Linked DNA regions of Zea mays: region 2 is linked to region 1. Evidence: chromatin contacts called from public Hi-C data. All regions are on one chromosome and are shown on one strand. The core of a region is the stretch at or near the end of the contact, and the rest is flanking DNA. Distances in the headings are between cores, read along the strand shown.

Region 1 (4,465 bases), core at 1,409-3,908:
TTTGCGCAATAGCCCTCCCACCAGTCCAAATTATATTTTTTGGTCCTGCCCTCAATCCCTAGCCACGTACAGGAGAGATAAACTATACAAGGGTCTTTCTGAAAAACAACCTATAAGCCGTTTTGCCAAATGATTTTTCAGAATGGCTTTGGCTCATCTAAAGAAGTGGTTTCACCTCGTGAGCCAGAGCCAAAGCCGTTTTTGGAGAAGCCAGAGCCCTGCCAAAGGGGCCCTTATATATTTAGAAACGTTAACAAAAATTGTAAACTGTAATTGTATTTTTTAAATAGCTGAAATCTAAATATATATCATGTGTTTGGTTGCCCGTATTAAGAGAGGCAGATTCTTCACATGCATTGACTATGGATCAGCACATGTTTGATTCGTTGTAGGAGTCCCGTCGCGCACGCATCGATACATTGTAGGCTTATTTAGTTGCATCTGCATAACCCAAAAAATCGCTCCTATCCGGTGAACTAGTCTGCGGTGAGCTAGACTGCGCGCAATCACCTATCCAATCATAGGGATAATGAGTCATTACTCACCGGACCCGCGCTTCTACAATCATCGTTCGGTCAATGGGCAGTGACCCACGTGTGAGCAGGAGACAGCGCACGGCCTCTACGTGGAACAAGATTGTGCGTATGTCGGCCGGCGAGACAAACGTCAGCTCGCAGCTGGCCCGTACCACGCGTTTCCGTCCAAACGAAACTGAACAACCGCTGCACGTCTCCAAAGTGCATCATGGATCGGGGAGATCGGCAGCCCATGCGAATGCTAACCGAAAGCATACATTGCTTCCTGCACACCAAAAATGCACCAAAGAAAAAAAAATCTGGATGGTGATGAAAGGGCTCGGTTGAATCAGATTCCTCCTGTGAATATATCGAAGCATGTTTTCTTTGCTCATTATATGCTCAAAGTTTGCCGTCGCAAAAAGAAATTATAACAACCTCAATCAGGTGTTTAGATACACCGTGACCATGTCATGGCCATTTTTCCTACGCTGCTATCCTAGGTGTATAAGAATATGCTTCACATTAAGACAAAACCTAAGAAAAAAAACACTTGTGACTTCGTACATATAGGACGCGTGTGGTTGCCTTCCTTATAGATGTAGCTGCATCTATGCATGCAAAAAACAACGTTTGTTTGGTCTCTTGTATCACAGAAGATAAACTAGTATAGAGCTTAAACCAGCGCGAGCCAGGCCCAACGTAAACATCTCGCACAGATAGGTTGAGCAGAGTGGGACTGTCGGCCACGTGTCACAGAAGGGAAAATGCTGAGGGACTACATCAACGAGTCTGGACCCCCACAAGTGGGGCCTAGACCCCCGCGTATGCCTTCCGGACCCCATAGACAGGTCCTAGACCTACACGTGTACTGTCTGGACCCTCATGGGTAGGTCTTAAACCCTCGCGTATTCAGTCAAGACCTCCATGGACGGGTCCTTCATCCGAATCTCGCACAAGGGTCTCGAACCTCTATGTCTGACATTCGAACCCTGCAAGGTGGGACCTAGGTCTTCAGGCTAGTAGGCGTCTTTGGTTCCCTCTCTCCGCTCGGGCTTGGGTCCGGTACCGTAACGCGGCTCATTGGCACATGGTCTCCTTCACTCACGTCGCTGCCGTCAACCCGCCGCCTCCTCTCCTTCACTCACGTCGCCACTGTCAACCCCTCTCTTCACGCTGCCATCACCATCCAGGCCCGTTCCTGACTTTTCAGAGACCCAGTGCGAAATCCGATGTGGAGGACCCATCCACACAAATATATAATTATACATATAGTATCGAATATTTGACGTATAAAAACTATTATGCACTGTTTTGATGTTTATAAGATAACAAATGTAAAATATAGCCAAAAACATATACTTGTTATCTGATATCATTAAAAATATTTTCTAATATTTTGTGATATAAAGTCATCGCTTATATTATTGAGATCAATCTCATCCAACAACTTTTTTCGATATATAGAATCACCAAGCCATTTAACCTATCTTGAGTTATTGTTGACCATAAATAGTTCACACAAATATTTCAATTTTAAAAACTTCTCTATGCCGATGCAACCATCATGTGTATAGTAACTAATGCTCTCTATACCAAAATAGAATTCGTTTTGCTTCTTTAGAGGATTCATCATCATCTAGTTGAATATAAACATAAAAATCAAGAGCTAAAATAAATACTATTTTGAAACAGATGGAGTATTCGATAAGTAATTGAGATATTAGTTTAACAATCTAAACGAGACTGGTCGATAGTGCATCGCTCTTTGTGTATTTGTGTCTAGAATAGATAGGTTTAATAGGAAAAAAGTGCTATCGTCTAGTGGCTAGAGGGTCCTCTGTTTTTAGGTCCGGTGCGGCCGTATCCTCCGCACCCCTCAGGTACGGCCCTGTCACGATCGACCCCTTTTCTTCACGGGATTCGTAGCGTTAGAATATACTATATACTAGTGATAACCCACGAGTTTGTTTCTGCAAATATTTGTCGATTCCAAATGGAATAAAATCTATGTTAGGCTAGTCCCTCGCAAAATAAAAGGAAGAAGATTTGGGTCTCGCCGTCTCGGGGGCTCCAGGCGGCTTTGCTTGGTTGATGCCAGCGTAGACCTAGCAAAACGAGGGGATTACACGTTTTGCCGATAATAGGTCGGCTGCCTTCTGTCACTCTCCCCTCTGCTCAAAATTTCCCCCAAAACTTCTCCTCTTGAGGAAGGCAGCCCAAGCGAGCGCGCTGCAATGGCGGACTCGTCGGCGCCGACGAGAGTGATGATGGCGGTGAACGAGTCGTCGCTCAAGGGGTACCCGCACCCCTCCATCAGCTGTCGCACCGCCTTCGACTGGACGCTCTCCAAGCTCGTCCGCTCCAACCCTGGGGGCTTCCACTTCCTCTTCGTCCACGTTCAGGTCCCCGACGAGGACGGTAAGTACACTCGCTTGCCCGGTGCCCCTGTGACTTGCTCGCTATTTATCCGCGCGCGTGCTACTCAGCGAAATCACGCGAAATGTGTGGTTTCTCCCTCCATTCACGCGTTCGCGTTGGTACATGGTACCGACTAAGTATGTGATTTGGGTATGCCGTATGCGGTGTATGCCTCTATGCGTGCTGTGTGGAACTGTGGATACTAGCTCTCCCCCGTGCACGGGTAGCCACGCACTGATAGTATTGGTTAATGTTGTCCTTACTGCGACCTCACTGTTTATGTAGATTAATCCGCGAAAATTTGCAGCTTTTTTTCTCAAAAAGATCACTTGCTCCAACAATTACAAAAATAATATTAAGATTGACGAAATTGCAGAAATTATATCCAACTGCCAGGCCATATGTCAACGAAATTGCAGAAATTATAATTAACTGCCAGGCCATATGTCAACGAAATTGCAGAAATTATAATTAACTGCCAGGCCATATGACAAAAAATTCCACAATAGACACGGCTAGAACAAGAAATTCAGTAATAGCAATGATTATTTTGGTAAATGCCGTGTCAAAACCATTTTTTCAAAAAAAGCAGCACCTGTGCATGATAGTTTTGGTTCCATCTTCTGATGTGCTGAGCCATTGTATTCGCTCACAGTCACAGCATCCAATTTTTCTGCGTGCTCACAGCATCCAACTTGTTCTGTTCCGACTATGTTGTGTTGGTTACTGTTAGGTGGCCTGGCATCTGGAATTCTGGATTTGGCATACCTTGATCAGAATTGTTGGCTGCTGCATTGAATATCTCATCTTTTGTGGCTAATTGCATCATTTGTTTTTTCAGAAAGTTAGAGATAAAAAAAAGATCAGCAAATTGCTTCTGACGATTTACTTGATCCTAAATGGCCTGGCTCAATTCTGGTGTATCAGAAGTTGTATACTTGTATGGTTGTAGAGTTTCTCTACTCGAAATGATGTATGCAGGACTAGCCTGTTGGTTGAAATAAAATGGAAACAAAATGCCCCTCAGTTAATTTCTAGGCAAGCAATCTTATAATTTCTACTTTGACAAAAATGTGGACTTCTTGTACTGGTATTTTTTTGGGTAAGGATGACATTTTGACAACGAGGGCTTTTAATATGTGGAAGTTTATGTTACTTCGAATCAATACTTTGTATCACAACCATTCATGTAGGAAAATGTTTAATGGTACTTCAAATGCGACTCTTTTTTTTTTTCTCAAACACACAAGAGAGCTATACATCATTATATTAAGCAGAGGAGGACTACTCATACAACCCCTGAAGGGGCAAACACCACACTAGAATTTGCCACACACACTCTAGTACGTGACCAACACCAAGGAGGGGCATCATGGCCATAAACTACAGAGCTGTGTGGCTCCCACCATACAGCAAAGTTTAGCTTTTTCTTTTACATTTCTCACGATGCTATGAAAACTAGGTGAGGTTCCCTCAAACACACATGCATTTCTATGTTTCCAGATCCACCAAGCCACTAAAACTACCTA
Region 2 (4,465 bases), core at 800-3,299, 220 kb before region 1:
AATGCGCTACACACTGCCACCTACGTTTCGGAACTCCCGTGAGCTTGGCTGTACAAGTTGGTTCGTTGTAGCTAGCTAGCTAGCTGCAAACTGTCTGGCCTGGCGTGCCGCCGGGCGCGTCGTGCCAGTGGTGCGCCGGCAATAGAGCGCGACGCTGCATTGCTGTGCACTCCTCTGGCCACCTATAAACCACAGCCTAGGTGTGCACTTGACTTCTCACCCTCCTCCACAGCTCTCTTTTTTCTATAAGACATGCGAGCTTAGGTGTCTGATCGGGAGAGATGAGGCGTCCAATCTAACGAGAAATGTCATGCGCAGAAAGCACACACGCATGACCGCATCGCTTTACCAACCGTGCACCCGAGTTTTTTCTTTAAAAAAAACCAGGAAGAGAGAAACATAGCGTGCAGGGGCATGTTGCTATGTTAGTAAGCAGAACAATAATATCCATTTCTCCCGTGTCGCTGCGGATTTTTTTTTATGATGAAATCGTTACACTCGTGTTGCTAACATTACTCGGTAAAGCTTATAGAATATTAGATCAATTTATATAAAAGAAAATATGACCACCAAACAGAGATAGCATGTCATGTATGTTGATATACTGAAAATAATAGTTTGCACTTAATGGTAGATGATGATGTTGCACTTATTGGAGGGTGATGCATGTGGCACTTATTAACAAGATATGATATGTGAATATAGCTTGCATGCAGCTTTTCTAAAAGACATGGATATAGATGTAAGTAGATTCAGAGTTGGACAGCAGCATAAATAAGCAATGAAGTATTTTTCAGGTGACTAACAAATGGTGCCTCGTGATTATAACAAATCATGCCTCGTGGATGTAACATATAAAAAAACAAAGTGACAATTTGTGAGACAAAAGGAAATAAAAATGATACGGTAAGAACTAGATTCAAGGATAGAGACCAAAAGTAAAGTAGGTTGGTAGGCTATCATCGTCCTAAGTAAACATATATATGATGGACTTTTCAGACTTAGGGTATGTTTGATTCAGCTTTATAAGACGGATTTTGCCGTGGTTCCAGAAACCGATGAATAATATAATTTGTGTTCGGTGGGAGATGCTAGCGCAGACTCACTCCGAATGGTGAATCGGTGAGACTCGAGCGTAGAGTTTGAGGCAAAGAATTATATTATTTCAGGTTGGCGCTCTAGTCCAGTATAGTACTAGTCGTAATATTACTTGAGAACTGTGTTACAACTGGTGCGTGTGTGGGAAGGAGGGGGCCTTGCCCTTTTATAACACAAGGGTGGGATCTTACGGTGGAGACTTGTATTTACTAGGAGCTTGACCTGTTGACCTTGGTGGCGTAGTCCCCCTTATCGAAGTTGTTGCCCGGACAATGTACCACCACTACCGGCGCCGCTGCATGGTCCTCCCCCACGACGAAACTAGGGAGGATATAAGCGATGCACGCATCCGTAGTGGGAGAGGATGCAGGTGGATGGAGGGAAAATTGCCGCCATTCTTTTTCTGTTTCGAGAGTTAGGGCGTATCTGGTATGGCTCTAGAGCAGAATCGTTGCACTCTAATGGGTCCTCCTTGCGCTACAGTACTAGGAGAGCATACAAGGATCCGCCAGATCTAGCGTGAGGGTGTCGACCCCCACCCCCTTCCTGTGCGCTATAGTGCACATTGGAGTTTGGTAGTTAGGAAAAATTGATATTGGATGATAAATAGATGTAGAAAATGATACTTTATGATTTGGTGGGGGTATAGGGAGAATTTAAAGATAACCTCTGGCTTCTGCTGCGGAGAAGAGAAAAATAGAGGATATAATCGAATTGACTGCATAATGCGGTACATGGAGAAAAATTTACTGAAACGGCCACGGATAGACTAATACCCAGAGTCCCAGACTTTAAATGGGTACTTCCATGCTGAGCTGGAACAATATTCCCCTTCCCGCTCGTGGCTGTGGCTGTGGCTGTGGATGTGGTAGTGTGGTCCGATTACACCGAGGCGCGAGCCATCATTTCTCTAGTCTGCCCCCTGCTCTTCGCGGCTCTGCCGCACTCGTCTTCTCTCTTCCTCTTCTCTCTGTCTCTCCTACCCTCCGTCACCACCTCGTCCCTATGGCAAGCGAGCTTCTCCCAGCCTCTTCCTACCAGACTATCCTCCTGCCGCAACGGACCTGACGGTTTCCCTCCATCTGGCCTCCCTGTCGCGCGAGCTGATCGACCCACGCAAGCGCAATGCCGTCCAGAGGCTAGTTCGAGCTGCTGAGCGCTGATCACGGTGAGGCCACCCAGATCCACCCGACTGCCACCCGGATTTCGCACCTTGCCTTTTCTTCTCTCGTTCACCCAGCTGGCTCGGTCGCTCCTCCCTCTCTAGTGGGCAACTGCCAACTGGGCGACTCGCCGACGCCCCTACGCCAGGTGCTCAGGTCTTCGTCGGGTCTTTTGCCGGCGACGAACACACACCAGGTTTGCGCACCCTTTCTCTTCCATTCCTGCTGTGCGAAACCGAGCACACGACCCTAATTTAAGCTATTTTTGTTCGGATCTGATCTAATTACTAGCGTACGCATGCCTGCCAGCATCGATTCTTTGAGCAAAAGTTAGTGGGTGTACAATTGTACACGCATGCCCTTTACTGGCTCCGCCCCTGGCCTTAGCCAATCTTCCTGTTTTTCCGTTTATTGGTTGTTCGGCTTCAGTTTTGAAGCATTCACATGTCGCCTTAATAATAAAAAAATTCCGTTTTTTTTCCAGGGTATTGTGTAGAGCTATCATCTCCCTCGGTTTCTTGGAAGAACAATTATTTGACATAATTATCACCATAAGATGCCTGGAATTACAGAGGATGGAGTTGTTGCAGAGGAGGTGCCGAACGGGGTGAATTTCTCTCCACAGAACGAAAGTCTGCCTGCCCCAAAGTCGACAGCAGCTTCAACGATGGCGGGTAGCATGCAAAGCGAGGCGCTTGAGATGCATGTTGAGGCCTCCGGTGCTGGGGAACCCTCAATCGAGCAACTCTACAACAACGTATGCGAGATGGAGAGCTCAAGTGAGGGTGGCTCCCCATCACGCGAGAGCTTTGGCTCGGACGGGGAGGAGTCTAGAATTGACTCGGAGCTTCGACATCTTGTTGCTGGGGAGATGGAGGCCATGAAGGTGATTGAGGAGGAAGAGGAGAATGGGAGTGTTGCCAACGTTGTACCCCCTGCTCCTGCTGAGAATGGGACCCCAGTAAAGGAACACTCTTCCAGTTCGTCCAAGAAGTCGAAGAAGGCATCAAAATCACAGCTTGAGTCTGATGCCTCTGTTGGACTCAATGGAAAGGCGTCCACTGAGGAAGGTGAGAGCGAGGTCAGCAAACCGGCAAGCCGAGTTGGCCGACGGCGGAAATCAAATGCCAACCCACAGAGTGGAACAGAAGATGCTGGGCTTGATAACCCAGACCTTGGTCCATTTCTTCTTAAACATGCAAGAGACTTGATTGCCTCAGAAAACCCACGGCGGGCATTGAAATATGCTCTCCGTGCCACAAAGTCGTTTGAGAAGTGTGCTGGTGGAAAGCCAAGCTTGAACTTAGTGATGAGTTTGCATGTTGTTGCAGCAATCTACTGCAACTTGGGAAAATATGAAGAGGCTGTACCTGTGCTGCATCGATCCATTGAGATCCCTGTAATCGAGGAAGGCCAGGAACATGCTCTCGCAAAGTTTTCTGGTTGCATGCAGTTGGGGGACACCTATGGCATGCTAGGTCAAACTGCACACTCACTGCAATGGTATGCTTCTGGGCTTGAAATACAAAAGCAAACATTGGGAGAGCAAGACCCAAGGGTTGGAGAGACTTGTCGGTACTTAGCTGAGGCCCATGTGCAGGCACTACAACTCGATGAAGCACAAAGATTGTGTCAGATAGCCCTTGACATCCACAGGGAGCATCGCGAGACGGCCTCACTAGAAGAAACAGCTGATAGGAGGCTGATGGGTCTAATTTGTGACACTAAGGGTGATCACGAAGCTGCCCTGGAGCATCTAGTGATGGCCAGCATGTCCATGGTAGCCAATGGTCAGGAGACAGAGGTGGCCTCAGTGGATTGCAGCATTGGTGATATCTACCTCTCCCTGGGCCGGTATGATGAGGCTGTGTTTGCTTACCAGAAAGCTCTCACTGTATTCAAGACCAGCAAAGGGGAGAACCATGCAACTGTGGCTTCTGTTTTCGTGCGCCTAGCAGATCTGTACAATAAGACGGGGAAGCTGAGGGAGTCAAAATCCTACTGTGAAAACGCCCTAAAAATCTACCAAAAGCCTATTCCAGGGACTTCTCTGGAAGAAATCGCCACTGGTCTAACTGACGTCTCAGCCATATATGAGACGATGAATGAGCACGAGCAAGCGCTCAAGCTACTTCAGAAGGCCTTAAAAATGTACAACAACTCTGCCGGCCAGCAGAGCACGATTGCTGGCATTGAGGCTCAGA

Evidence for each region. A called contact is a pair of places that touch in the nucleus more often than the background predicts.
Region 2: a Hi-C map of tassel shows a contact between it and region 1, with 2.6 times the contacts expected there. The contact joins the promoter of LOC100191930 here to the promoter of LOC100283256 in region 1. A contact is called at or near these places in 3 of 25 Hi-C or Micro-C datasets (ear, leaf and tassel).

The regions. Positions count from the first base shown.
Region 1 is chr4:165,510,447-165,514,911 of Zm-B73-REFERENCE-NAM-5.0, reverse strand. LOC100283256 reads left to right here and starts at 2,658. Exons shown (of 4, transcript NM_001156158.2): 1 at 2,658-2,936. The coding sequence starts at 2,753.
Region 2 is chr4:165,731,965-165,736,429 of Zm-B73-REFERENCE-NAM-5.0, reverse strand. LOC100191930 (Tetratricopeptide repeat (TPR)-like superfamily protein) reads left to right here and starts at 2,049. Exons shown (of 3, transcript NM_001137354.1): 1 at 2,049-2,457; 2 at 2,746-4,465. The coding sequence starts at 2,818.